Linked DNA regions of Mus musculus: region 2 is linked to region 1. The links are chromatin contacts, called in public HiChIP or PLAC-seq maps. All regions are on one chromosome and are shown on one strand. Each heading gives the region's core, a stretch centred on a gene start, on an enhancer-like site or on the middle of the called end of the contact. The rest is flanking DNA. Distances are from core to core; before and after follow the strand shown.

The links. HiChIP or PLAC-seq counts read pairs in DNA pulled down with a chosen protein or histone mark.
Region 2: a CTCF HiChIP or PLAC-seq map of the NIH/3T3 cell line shows a contact between it and region 1, with 9 read pairs. The contact joins two enhancer-like sites. A contact is called at or near these places in 11 of 39 promoter capture datasets (the 3T3-L1 cell line, cranial neural crest, embryonic stem cells and 6 more), 2 of 15 datasets of contacts at CTCF or cohesin (CD8 T cells and the NIH/3T3 cell line), 3 of 115 datasets of contacts at active chromatin or transcription factors (epiblast stem cells, microglia and pancreatic cancer cells) and 1 of 9 other capture datasets (adipose tissue).

What each region holds. Positions count from the first base shown.
Region 1 is chr14:20,826,695-20,833,439 of GRCm38.p6, forward strand. No RefSeq gene overlaps it. Among named protein-coding and RNA genes, the nearest start is that of Plau, 6.6 kb to the right of the region's middle. Within about 2 kb of position 4,662, at least 89 of the 459 cell types and tissues checked have an H3K27ac peak or open chromatin away from gene starts, as enhancers often do. A contact at or near this core is called in the NIH/3T3 cell line and pancreatic cancer cells, where this site is marked.
Region 2 is chr14:20,900,426-20,908,072 of GRCm38.p6, forward strand. All of the region lies in intron 2 of Gm30212 (a long non-coding RNA gene), which reads left to right. Among named protein-coding and RNA genes, the nearest start is that of Gm30212, 16 kb to the left of the region's middle. Within about 2 kb of position 2,941, at least 17 of the 459 cell types and tissues checked have an H3K27ac peak or open chromatin away from gene starts, as enhancers often do. A contact at or near this core is called in the NIH/3T3 cell line and pancreatic cancer cells, where this site is marked.

The sequences.
Region 1 (6,745 bases), core at 3,412-5,911:
GTATGTATAGCAAGTTCCAGGTCAGCTAGGGAACACAGCTACACAGGGAAACCCTGTCTCAGAAAAATAAGGAAAGAAAAGAAAAAGAAAAGGAAGAAAGGAAGGAAGGGAGGGAGGGAGGGAAGAAGGGTGGGAGGGAGGGAGGGAGGCAAGAAGGGAGGGAGGGAGGGAGGGAAGAAAGGGAGGAAGGAAGGAAGGAAAAGGGAAACAAAACTTGGCATTACGGCACAGCATATAATCCCAGAACTTGGTGGATAAGGCAGAGGAACCTGTAACTGAAGGTCTTCCTTCATTACACAGTGAGTTTGAGGCCAGCCTGGGTTAGAGAGCCTATCTTAACCAACTAATCAACCAGCCAACAACAATATCAAATGTCAATCCTAGAAATTAAAACAAAATAAATAAAATATGACCTTAAGGAGCAAAAAGAGATGCAGTAGAGACGCAGTATAGGAGCGGGGAGGAAACTGGACACAGAACAGTCCTGAGAACTATAGGGCTCTCCAGCTCTGCTCTGTTCTGACTTACTTACATGTCATCTCTCCAGTTCTCCTGAGGCCACGGGGGTGTGGCGGGGGAGTCAACTTCTCATCTACATCTGTGCTTTCCCCCTTCATTTTAATTAATTAGCTTGATGGTGAGGGGCGTGTGAATGTCATGATCAGAAGACACGGGTCCTAGGGGTCAATTGAAGGTTGTTAGGATTGGAAGCAAGTGCCGTTACTTGCCTGCCCAATGGTTATAACTGATCGATCCCTCAAGCATTTTTTTTTCTCTCTTTTGGTCTGTCTGTGGAAAAGTCCATTTAGCCATCCACTTGGCACACTCGTAAAGTGATCACTGGGAATCTTTTAAAGGGCCCAAGTTCAAAAGTGCTGAAGCAATGAACTTCCTGATTTTTAGAAAAGTCGCCTCAGGGTGGCTTGGTTGGCACTGGGGTGTCCAACCCTTCCCTGATTCATCCGTACGGAAAGCGCTGCTCATAGGTCTGCTGGGCAGCTCTGGCCTTCCCCCATTTAAGTGGCCTCCAAGCCAAAGGGTGTGGCTTCAGTGGAAGTAGCACTAGATACAAACTCCCAGAGGTAGGGTGGGGTGGACATACCAATACAAATAAAGTAAAATTCCCTAGACATGCATTGGCATATTAGGAAAATACCATTTTTCCAGGGCTTGTTTGGTCTTGAGAATCCCCCAATAAGCCTACTAAAACGAAGATACATAGGTGTCTATCTAATGAGTTCGAATTTTCAAGGTTAAACTGAAAATCTATAGTTTTTAGACTTTCAAGCCAGGTTGTTTTCATGTACAGACCTGATGTGTGAGCATAGTATTGAGGGGTATTCATTATTTTGGTTACCAGGCACTTATCCAACAAGCCTTTTTTTTTTTTTTTTTAATTTTGGCTTGGGAGGAGGGGCTAAAAAGACTATCATAGCAATTATCAAGTCAGGCTTTGGGGACTAGAGCTGTATACTGCTCAGTGGCACAGCTCTCTTGCCTACTGTAATCAAGCTCCTGGGCTCCTTAGCACTGCCAAAACAAAGCACCAACAAACTCCCAGGCTTTCTGGCAAGAAACCTGGGTCTGACCTGCCTGGAAACGACTGTAGGATTTTGAGCAAGTTATTCAGCCTCTCAGAACCTCTTTTTCTTTAACTGAGAAGTGGAGACGATACTGTATCTTCCTCACTGAGGATTGAGTCATGCATATAGAACTTAGTCCAGTGCCTATAAACAACAACAACAGCAACAAAAGTGCTCTGTAAATAGGGGCTGCTGATATTTCCACACACACACACAAGTCCAACCGTGTGCATCCTCAGATGTAAACATGGTTAAGAAGACCTCATGAGAGAGGGAGATTAGGAAAGATGGTTCAGAAATCTACACATGTATGAAAGTACAGCCACAGGATCCAGTGACCTGTTTCTGCCTAGACCCAGAAGACACATCTGTGGCTGCTTATATTAAACAAAAGGAAGAACATGTTCATCAAAGCCTGTCTCTACTGAACAGCAGGAACCAAAGCAGACGGGACGCTGACATCTGGGACTTTCCTGGGTGCCATCATGGGTTTGAAGTAAAAATTGCATGGACTGGGCCTGCTGCTGAACACCTGTAATCCTAGCATCTGTGGAGGTAGATGCAGAATCAGGAGTTCAAAACCATCCTCAGCTACATAACAAGTTCTGGGTCACAACTGGGCTACATGAGCCGAACAAAACCAAACAACCACAAAAAGCAGGATGTTCCCCCCATATAAGGACAAATACCTGCCCTAACGAGTCAGACTTACTACAGACTGACTAGGACACTGTCTTAGTGTTTCCCAAGCCCTATAATTAGCCAAGTCTGAATGGGGGCACCGGCTCTATTGTTTATCTACAGTGTGGCCTTGGGAACTTGTTCGAACTTGTGTTTCTCAGTTTTAACTATAAGATGATCACATTGATAGTTCTTTCTTTAAAGAACACTGTTAAGGATTTTGTTGTTTTATTGCTGTTGTTTATCTTTTTCTCTTTTCAAGATAGGATTTTCTGTGTAGTTCTGGCTGTCTTGGAACTTACTCTGTACATCAGACTGACCTCAAACTCAGAGTTCTGCCTGCCTCTGCCTCCTGAGTGCTTAGATTAAAGATGTGAGCCGTCACAGTCCAGTTATACTGTTAAGGCTTTAAAAGCAAATATCATACAATTAACTTTATTTATTAGCTATCTTTTACATTTTAATTTTTTTGTAATGTTATCCAGGCTGGTGTTGGATTTTTGGGTCACTGTACCTGGCTTTGTTATCCCTTTAACCGGGACAGATTATAAAATCCCCTTGAAAAACACGGGCCTTCGCCTTCTTTTTTCTTGTTTCTGCCACACTGCCATAATCACTGCCCCCAGAGTAAGGAAGGAACAGTCTGCCCATGCAATTATCCACATCCTGTTCCTCTCAACTGTGCCCCTGTTTCCCCGGGTCCCTGCTCTGTGTGTGTGTGTGCGCGCGCGCGTGTGCACACATACACACACTCTTTCTGTTTGCACAGGTGTCCATGCATTCTCCCAAACCTTCCTCAGAGGTTTGTCTGATTGATGTCCATAACTGCATGGGGAAACGGAGCATTTTCTGCAGGTGGACAGGGCAGACAAAGGCATTGAGGGTGGACAGGGAGAAAGGAAGGAAGGAAGGAAGGAGGTGAGGAGCCGGAATAGGAGAGAGGGTGGAAATGTGTCATGAGGTTCCTCAAAATCTGCAAGTTATGAATCTCATTGTCAGTGAATGACCTCTGGTGATTCACTTCCTTTTATTAGCTGCTCCTCCATCGGTGTCATGAAGGGGGATGCTTTCATTTTCCTTAAGTAAATGACCACATACAGAATCTAGTTTGAGAGAGCCATGAAAACATACATCATATAGGCTACAGATGTTATCCTGATTTTCTTCAGAACAAGACTGCCTAGCAGTTCAGCTCATAGCTGAACACATTTCCCTAAGTAAGACTGACTTCTTGACAGTTTTCAGCCAACCCAGCAGTTTCTCATTTCCTCTTTGAGCCTTTTCTCTAGAGTACGTCCTTAGTTTCCTCTTTTTTTTTTTTAAGTTCTATTTTTTTTAAAGATTTATTTATTTATTATATGTAAGTACACTGTAGCTGTCTTCAGACACACCAGAAGAGGGAGTCAGATCTCGTTAGGGATGGTTGTGAGCCACCATGTGGTTGCTGGGATTTGAACTCAGGACCTTCGGAAGAGCAGTTGGGTGCTCTTACCTGCTGAGCCATCTCTCCAGCCCCCTTAGTTCCTCTTAAGCATCCGTTGCCACTAAGTTATGCTGACCTGAGTAGTGAGTAGTTGTAGGACAGGAGACTGGAGAGTCTTTTCCTGGAGAGAGATGCAGATTCCAGGAGGTTTGGAAAGTTATAACTAGGGCGCTGGAGAGATGGCTCCGCAGTTATGAGCATTGGGTGTTCTTCCAGAGAAGCCAGGTTCAATTCCCAGCACCCACATGGCAGCTCACAACTGTCTGTAACTCCTGTTCCAGGGAATCTGACATCCTTACACAGAGATATATGCAGTCAAGATACTAATGTACATAAAATAAAAATAAAATTTAAAAATTTTATTAGATTTATTCATTTTATTTTATGTGTGAGAATTTCATTCAAATGTATGTATGTGCATATGTATGTATGTGCATATGTATGTATGTGCATATGTATGTATGTGCATATGCATGTATGTATGTGCATAGTGTTCCTGGTGTTCCTGGAGGTCAGAAGAGGGCTTTGGATCTCTTGGCAGTGGAACTATGGCTAGTTGTGAACTACCACACGGATGCTGGAAAATTGAAGCCAGGTTCTCTTCAAGAGCAACAAGTGTTCTTAACTACTGAACCACCACTCTGGCCCCCCAGTATTCGTGTAGGGTAATACATTTCTGCCTTACTGTGTTTGAATTAGGGACAAAAGAAATTTGGCCAAGGCTCAAGAATTTCATGCAGAAGTCTGAGATAATTGGTTTGAGTATAACTACAAATCAGATCAGAGTCATGAAATAACAAGGACGTTTAGGGAGTCATAGACCGAACATAAACGAGCCAAGTTGACCTGTGCGTTTCTGTGTTATTGACGACATCATGTAACCTCAGGGTTCAGCCCTTGAGTGCTTTGCTTTCCATGAGTAAGGGCACAAATATGTGGCTTCCCTCCACCCCGTCCACAGGCCATTAGGGACCCACTAGCTCCACCACCTCCCCTATCATGTTGCAGGCCCAGACACAGTCAGCTTCACCTTGACCACTAAGCACACAGTAGGACAGGGGAGGGGGCCTTAGACTCAAGGATGTAAGATGATCAATTCCATGGTCTGTTTCCCAAACTGCTGGAGTCTGTTTGCCAATATGTTAGGAAGGAGGTTTAAAAAGAGTTTCATACTGCAAAGAGTCACAGATAAGGGGGGGGGGGTGAGTGGGAGTCAGGAGTGCGGGGGCGAGCAACACATGCAGCTGTCTTTCCCAGCTGCCCAGTTGGTAGGAACTGTGGGCCAAGGACACAGCATCCCCACTTAACTGGAATCCTGCAGCATATTCCAGCATGACCTGGTTTTTTGGACCAAAATGGACAAGCAAAGGAGGGAAGCACTTTAGATAGGAATTGCAGTTTACAAAATCCATCTTTCTGTTTTTAGCACCTGGAACTATACCGGCACATAGTAGTCCTTTCACTACTTAATGTATATAGCTAATGAATGAATGAATGAATGAATGAACACTTTTCCCACATAGGCATGACTTCATCCAATCTCCAAAATGGGACCAGGGCTGTTTCATTTTGCAGATGGGAGAACCAAAGTCAAAAGAGTTAAGTGCCTTGTTTAAAGTCATTCTACTACAATACCATACTGAATGTTCTTAGTATAGCAACCCAAGAATATATCCCATGACTCAACACGAAATTCCTTTTGGACCCAGCTAGTCAGAAAATAGCCTTTAAAGGATAGGCATGATAGCACAGGCTTGTAATCCTAGCACTTAGGAAGTGCAGACTACAGTGAGTTTAAGGTCAGCCTGGGCTACATAAGACCCTATCTTAAAAACTCAAAGCAATGGTTAGCTGCTTTGGGCATGGTAGCACATGCCTTTAACTGGATCTCTGAATCCAAGGCCAGCCTGGTCTATGTAAAGAGTTCCAGGACATCAAGGGCTACATAAAGAGACCCCCATTTCAAACAAAACAGCCAGCCAGACAAAAAACTCAGAACAAACAAACAAGAAACTAAACCAAAACAAAAGCTTTCGGGGCTCATTTCCCTGGATAAAGAAGCCAGGCTAGGTTTAGGCACTGCTCAGTGTGCATCTGCACTCCTGTATCCTCTACCCTTTTATAAACAGAGCCGACAAAAGAGCCCCTCCACTAGTCTATGTCAGCACACCTGACTCAGGAGGTCTGCTCTCCTGAGATACAAAAGCCACTTGGAGTCAGGAAAATAATGAAATCATATGCATTTGCTTTCTTATTTATCACTCTCAACAGAAACTTCAGCCAGTTTAGACCACAAGGGAAGTTCCTGGAATTCAGGCAAGCCAGTAACATGCACAGCGTGGGCATCCTAAGAAAAAAGAAGAAGAAAAAAATGTGTTTCTGGAAGGAAGTCTCCAGAATAGATAGAAAGACTTGAGGCAAACACTGGGCTGGAATATTTTATACCACCTGCCTGAGTATCTTAGTTAACGGGCCTCTCTCTTTACAGCATTCTGCTGCTTTATGGAGACTGTGGGACCCAGAGCCCAGGAGAGAGTACCTAGATGCAAGTGCCGCCATGGGCACACATGAACCATGTTTTCCTTGCAGGCTGTGGAATGAGAATATAATTCCAGTCTACATCATAGGGCAGCTCTGAACTGGAAGAGAAATTGAAGATGTATCTGAAAATGTCTTTAAGACGTATCTATAAGATAGAAATAACAGACAAAAAGGATATAAGCCTATACTAGAGAGAGAGAGAGAGAGAGAGAGAGAGAGAGAGAGAGAGAGAGAGAGAGAGAGAACAATCAAACTTACCTGCCTTGGACTTCCCACATAATCACCTTTTACAATCTAAGCTAATGCAGAGCGTGACCTTAAGCTATGTACTCTTCTCATGCCCAAACTCCGATAACACATATCAATCATTTGTTGAAAACAGCAAATAGAAGTTAAGTAACTTCCTAAAAGCTACCATAAAGGTTGAGCGAAACTATTTATGGATATTGATTGATAA
Region 2 (7,647 bases), core at 1,691-4,190, 72 kb after region 1:
AAATTCTAACACTTAGAAAGCTGAAGCTGTAGAATTTTGAAAAGCAATGCAGGTTTATTAAAAAAAAAAAACACAACAGCATAGAAGTTATTTAAAATAATTGCTACTAATAACGGACATTTACAATGTAGTTGACACTGAGTTTAGAGCTATTTGTTTCGATCCTTACAAGAACCTTATTTTTTAATATATATATTTTTCCACTATATAGTTGAGGAAATGAACACTCGAAGTTAAATTAATTGCCTTAGGCAAACCCATCTTTTTTTTTCCCCTGAGACAAGGTTTCTCTGTGTAGCCCTGGCTGTCTTGGAACTCACTTTGTAGAACAGGCTGGCCTCGAACTCAGAAACCCGCCTGCCTCTGCCTCCCAAGTGCTGGGATCAAAGGCGGGTGCCACTATCGCCCGGCCCCATCTTGAAGTATAGAAACCACGCAGACACACTCTGAAATCCCTTGCATTTACATCCTAGTGTAGCCCTTGCTTCTCTAGTTCTCATCTGCATTTAATAGTTATTTTGTAATTTTCTATGAAAGATAAAATCCACCCTTGGAAAATAATCAGTGACTTTTCATCAGTTCATGGACCCATGAATTGAAAACACATATCTATGTAAAAACCATGTACATGTGTGTTCATTGCAAAATTATTCATAAGCCCCTAGAGCACTACCTGGGGATTGATAGAGAAAATGTGGTATAGTAACAATAGGCTGTTATTTGGCCATGAAACAAACATGGTACAGGTATACCTGTAACATGGATAAACCTTGAAAACATCTGCTAAGTAAAAAAACATAAATATCTGATTTTATTTATAAAGATTATCCAGAATAGGCAAGTACATACAGACAAACATTATAGGGCTGGGGATACAGCTAGCTAATAGAGTCCCAGCATGCACAGAGCTGTGGTTGGAACCCAAGGTTCACATAACTTGGGCCTGGTGATGAATGCCTGTTATCCAGCATGAGGTAGCTGAAATCAGAAAGAAGACAGAAACTAAAACAGATGGATCTCTGGGGAAAGGAGGAGTAGGCGGTGTCTAGGACGGGTGTGGAGGGATAGACTGGGAAGATGGCAGATGCAGAGGAGTCCTCTCTTTTGGGTTATGGAATATTCTAAGTATGAATGGGGTAATAGTCGCAAGACTTCTGTAAACATAAGTCACTGACCATGAAATAAAGGAAATGCTCATACTTCACACATGTGATTTCATGCCATGTAAATTATATCTGGATGAGCTGCTAAGATTTTATAGTTCATGACAGTGAAGGGGCATACTCAAAGTCCCTTTGATTATTCTTGTCAAGTTTTTTGTTTTGTTTTTTCCAGACAGGGTCTTACTGTGTAGCCCTGGCTGTCCTGGAACTCACTCAGTAGACCAGGCTGGCCTCGAACTCAGAAATCCACCTGCCTCTGCCTCCCAAGTGCTGGGATTAAAAGCATGTGCCAACACTGCCTGGCTATTTTTGTCAATTATATAAATATTTTTGTTTGTTTGTTTGTTTTGTTTTGTTTTTTTTGAGACAGGGTTTCTCTGTGCAGCCCTGGCTGTCCTGGAACTCACTCTGTAGACCAGGCTGGCCTTGAACTCAGAAATCCACCTACCTCTGCCTCCTGAGTTCTGGGATAAAAGTCATGCGCCACCACACCCAGCTATTTAAATCTTAAAAACATCATCAACAAGGCTTTCATAGATGAGGGTAGGTAATCAGATGTGACAAGGTTATAATGAAAAAAGGTTATAATGAAGAAACAGAATTTTTAAAAACCTCAACAAACCAGGTGCAGTGTGGTGTGTGCCTAGAGTAAGGTCCCTTTTGCTCAGGCCAGGAATGGCTAGACACCAGGAATTAAATTACAATCTGGAATCCAAGAGCTGGCCTCGAACTTAGAAATCCGCCTGCCTCTGCCTCCTGAGTGCTGGGATTAAAGGCGTGCGCCACCATGCCCGGCACCTGAATGCTGGTTTTAAAGACACATCTCTCTCTTTTTGTTTGTTTTGAGGCAGGGTCACACATAGCCCAGGCTGGAATGGAACTTACTATGTAGCTGAGCTGTTCTTAAACTTTTGATCTTTCTTCCTACATGTGGAAAGCACTAAGATTACAGGTGCGTGCTACAATGTCTGGCTGTAAGCAGCGCATCTCTAAAAACACCTTTAGGCTGGGTGAGGTGGTTTACACCTGGAATCCCAGCACTTGGGGACCAGAAGGAAGAGGATTATTGAGAGTTCAGTGACCCACAGCCATTTCTAAGACAACCAGACCCTGTCTTAGGGCTGGACATTGGTGGCACATGCCTTTACAGAGTCAGGTGTATCTCTGTGAGCTGAGGCTAGCCTGGTCTACAGAGCGAGTTCCAGGATAGCCAGGGCTACACATAGAGAAGCCCTGTCTAAGGGGGCGGGGTGGTGTATTAGGAAGCAAGGAACTCCAGCGCCTAGGGGTTTAGGAAAGGGAGTGTTGAGGGCTAGCTTAGATCTGTCTTAAACAACATATAAAATAAAAACAAAAAATTAAAACAACATTTAAAAGCTTTGGATTATCTTGTTTGATGGACATTTAGCTTTCAAGACTGTTTCCTGGGTTTGGGGCTACAGTGGATAGAGTACCTGCCTGGCATGTACAAGGCCCTGGGCTACAGTGGATAGAGTACGTGCCTGGCGTGTACAAGGCCCTGGGGTACAGTGGATAGAGTACCTGCCTGGCGTGTACAAGGCCCTGGGGTCGATCTCTAGTACTGAAATCACAGGAACGGAGAAAGAGTGAATAGACATGTCATTTAACACATATTTCTGGCAAGAGACAGGTAACTAAGTTGTAAAGTGTGGTAGCTAACTTCCAAAAATGGCTTTCGGCACTGATATTTCTCACGTTATTCATGCTTTTGTGTAATCCTCTCCCACACAGACTGATCCTGTGACTCATTTTTAACATGACAGGTCATTGTTCTTTCTGTTTCCTTGAAGTGTCTGGTACCAAGTCAGCACCCTGAGCATGCCACTGCTTTATAACCAGCTATGAAAGCTAGATGACCGGGTGCCCAAGATCTTACATATATTTCCCCATGCTTAAGCATGTCCATGTTTTTGCTTTGTTGTGTTTTACCAACAGAAAAAAAAAAAAGAAAGGACGCTGTTCCATTTCTATAACTGAGCTGACAATTTTGGCTTTTGCACTTTTCAACACTTCAGACATTTGGCCACTATGCTTACGAGATCATACAGAGCAAGGATGTGGAGAAGCCAAGTAGAATGGAGATGTCCTGTGGCTTTGTGGAGAACGAAGCTCATCCCCCATAGCATCCCTGCCCAGCAAGGCCTTCAGCCATCCTCACAGGGTGACGTATCTTTCCTACGTCATCATTAAAATCTAAGCAAACTGGAATTTGGTAGGATTTCTGAAAGTTTTGGGAAGATTCAAGGTTGTGAGCTAATTTCATTTTAAATGTAGTGTAGTAACTTTGGATAAATTTGCTAATTCTCTAACATATAGTTTCCTATTCAGTAAAGTATGAATTAATAACAGGCATTGTTGTTCTCGGGGTTGAAACAATGTCAGAGCAATGGATTGTTGGGATCTTGAGATTGTTAAAGTAGAATAAATTGTCATTAAAAAGTTACAAGTACTTCCTGCCTGCTAAGAATCGAAGCTTTTGGCAAGGGAGAGAGAACTCAGAGGTTAAGGGATACTATACTTGCAGAGGACCTGAGTTCTTTTCCCAGAGCTCAGGTTAGCTCACAATTGCCTAGACTGCACTCTTATGCATGTACCCCCAAACTAACACATATATACATGCCTTAGTTAGGGCTTTACTGCTGTGAGCAGACACCATGACCATGGCAGCTCTTACAATGACAACATTAATTGGGGCTAGCTTACAGGTTTCGAGGTTCAGACCATTATCATCAAGGCAGGAGCATCGCAGCATCCAAGCAGGCATGTGTAGGAGGAGCTGAGAACTCTACATCTTGTTCCAAAGGCAAATAGAAGACTGGCTTCCAGGCAGCTAGGATGAAGATCTTAAAGACCATACCCACAGTGGTACACCTATTCCAACAAGGCCACAGGTACTCCAACAAGACTACACCTCCTAATAGTGCCACTCCCTGGGCCAAATATATTCAAACCACCTCAATATATAATTAAAAATTAAAAAATCAAACTTAAAAAAAAGTGTAGGTTTTGATACATGTTGAAGATGGACTGCTCTCTACAGTGGAAGAGCAATCAGTTTTAAATCATGCAAATATTTGCTTAAGTACTGACCCTTTGTTCTTGGGGAAAAAATTAAACACAGTAAACAAAATCAAATACAGTTGTCTTGCATTTTAAAATGTGTTAATGTAAGTCGGGTATAATTTCTAGCCACCTTGGAATGAAACTTGTTTTTACCTTTGGATTTAAGCTATGGTATGTGGATAATTATTGTCTGCTGTTGTAGAGGTTAATTTTGTTCTATTTACATTTGTCATTTATAAAAGAACTCAGCCAGTCGTGGTGGCGCATGCCTTTAATCCCAGCACTTGGAAGGCAGAGGCAGGCGGATTTCTGAGTTCGAGGCCAGCCTGGTCTACAGAGTGAGTTCCAGGACAGCTAGGGCTACACAGAGAAACCCTGTCTAAAAAAAAACAAAAACAAAAACAAAACAACAAAAACAAAAACAAAACAACAAAACAAAAGAACTCTGAAGTCTGTAAGAAGAGTTAAGGTGTTAGCTTCATCTAATTTGGGGGGGGACTACACAGCCATCACTTTGGGCTGCTTCCTTTTAAATATGTGTTTTTTTCTTTTTTGAGAAATGGTATCTGTAGCTCAGGCTGGGCTTGAACTCACTTTGTAGTCTAGGCTGGCCTTGAACTCACAGCAATCCTACCTAAACCTCCCAGCTCCTAGCATTGTACGCATAAACAACCATGTCTACATCTGGCTCAACTTACTTTCTCTCTCTCTCTCTCTCTCTCTCTCTCTCTCCATCCCTTCCTCCCTTCCTCCCTTCTTCCTCTCTCTCTCTCTCTCTCTCTCTCTCTCTCTCTTTCTTTCTTTCTTTCTTTCTAAGACATGTTTCTTTACACAGTCTTGGCTCCTAATTCAAAGGGTTCCATCTGTTCCTACCTGCAAATGCTGGGATAGAAGTTATGTGCCACCTCATCTGGTTCCTTCATTTTTCAAGATTAAGTATTTAGAATCTATTGATGCCAGGTATGTTAGTCTGGGTTCTCTGAAATTAGAAGCCAGTTGTATGTGGTAGATAGACCGCACCTCTAACTTCAGCACTTGGGAAATGGGACAGACGTACCAGGAGTCCAAGGACAGACTCAGTTAGATAGCTAGTTGGAGACAAGTCAGGTCTTCAAAAGAGACCCTTTATCAAAAACAACAAAACAAAGGATCGTTTCGTGCTTGGTGTGACGCCTGCCTGTAATTCTAGCTGGAAAAGAGGCTGAGGCTGAGGATTTCAAAGCTGATTTCAGTGTGGGCTGCGCAGTGAGATTGCTCCTTTCTTTTAAGAAAGGGAAGGAAAAAGATAGTGCCAAGTGAATAAGAAATGTATTAGTCAACACACTAATAAGATGAGGGAGACACCTTGCTACCTGGGCGTATCATGTTCAAGGCTGTAGATCAATGGTCCTCAGCCTTCCTGATGTTCTGACACTTTATTATAGTTCCTTATGTTGTGGTGACCCCCCAACCATAAAATTATTTCATTGCTACTTTACTGTAATTTTGCTATTGCTATGAGTTGTAGTATAAATATCTGAGATGTAGAAGATCTGATATGTGGTCTCAAATGGGTCTCAGCCCACAGAACTGCGGTAGGTGAAAAGGTGAAGAAAGCCAAATCAGTGAGGGAGAATGGAACAGGTGTCCCCAAGGCCAAGAGCCCTCAGAAGAAAACGTCAACGCAGAATTTATCTACCTCAGTGCGTGACCATTCCTAATTAATTTTGGTTTATTTATTTTTATGTGTATGAGTGTTTTGCCTACATGTACGTATGTGTACCATGTGAGTGTCTGGTGCCACAGAAGGTTGAAGAAGGTATCAGATCTCCTGTAATTGGAGCTACAAATTCCTGTCTTTGGAATTTGTGAGATAATCTTTGTACCATACTTGGCATTCGGTTATAAGTTGACTTCACTCCTAAGACCACAGCATGTAGGGCAGAAAAGCTACGGGGAAAAAGAACATACTTCTTGATATTAGATCATTGAATCAAAGTGTAAAGAATTGGGGGAAGGCCCTGGTGTCCCCTGCAGCGACCGGGAGGGTCTCTGAGGAGGCTAGAGCAGAAGTATTATTACATATTTGTTTCTGACCATGGAAAGACAGCCTTCCCATCAGGCTGCACTGAGAGGCAGCTTTTGGCAATCAAGGGAACTAATATGTTTTATAAAAAAGAGAGCCTGGATATGTTTGATAGAGCCAGGTATGGTGAGGTGAGAGGGGTGCCTCGGCGGGCCCATTCTGAGGCATCCCTTCCTCCTGAGGCACCAGCCATACAACAGATATAGTACAGAATAGAGTTTATTTAGGGACATGGGAAGGGAAGTGAGAAGAGAGTAGAGACAGAGAAAGACAGAGAGAGAGGGAGAGAGAAAGAGAAGAGAAGAGGCTGGCTAGGAACACTTGGAGAGAGAGTGGGGAGAGGGAAGGGGAGAGAGAAGAAACAGGCAGAGAGAGCAACAGAGTAAGAGAGAGAGAGAGAAGAAGGAGGAGTAGGAGGTGGAGAAGGAGGAGGAGGAGGAGGAGGAGGAGGAGAGGGAGAGAGAGGGGGAGGGGGGAGGGGGAGGAGGAGGAGGAGGAGGAGGAGGAGGAGGAGGACAAGGAGAAGGAGAAGGAGAAGGAGAAGGAGAAGGAGAAGGAGAAGGAGAAGGAGAAGGAGAAGAAGAAGAAGAAGAAGAAGAAGAAGAAGAAGAAGAAGAAGAAGAAGAAGAAGAAGAAGGGGCCAAACAGCTCCTTTTATAGGAAGCCAGGCCTACCTGCCTCTTGCCAGATATCTGTTGGGCAGAACATAGAAGGAATGCCAACAACTAGCACTGAGAATTTGTTTCAGTATTTGTGGAAATATGCAAAAAATTGTAGTTCTAGGCTAGTAAGTTTTAGGCATTTGTGTTACCTGGGTGAAATTATTATTTCACAACAGGCCTGAGGTTGATATTATCTTTCACTCACTTTCCAGGGTTACTTCACTTTTGAGCACATATACAGTATGCAAAAAGGAGTTTGCTTAGAAAAGTAACTTGCAGAGGGAAGAGAGATGGCCTGGTGGTTAAGAGCTCTTGCTGGTCTGGTAGGATTGTCATTTAGGTCCCAGCACCTACATCAGATAGTTTACCCACCTTGTAACTTCAGCTCCAGAGGATCCTATCCCTTCTTCTGACCTCCAGGGGCAAATGTGTTCATGTGTGTGCCCCAATACAGACACACATTGAAAGTAAAAATTAGGCAGGTGGTAGTGTTGCACACCTTTAATTTTTGGACTTGGGAGGTAGAGGCAGGTAGTTCTCTGAGTTCAAGGCCAGCCACGTCTATAGAGCCAGTTCTAGGACAGTCAGGGTTACACAGGGAAACCCTGTCTTGAAAAACAAAACAAACAAACAAAAAATCAAAATCCAAAGTTGCATTTTAGAATTTTGCTAC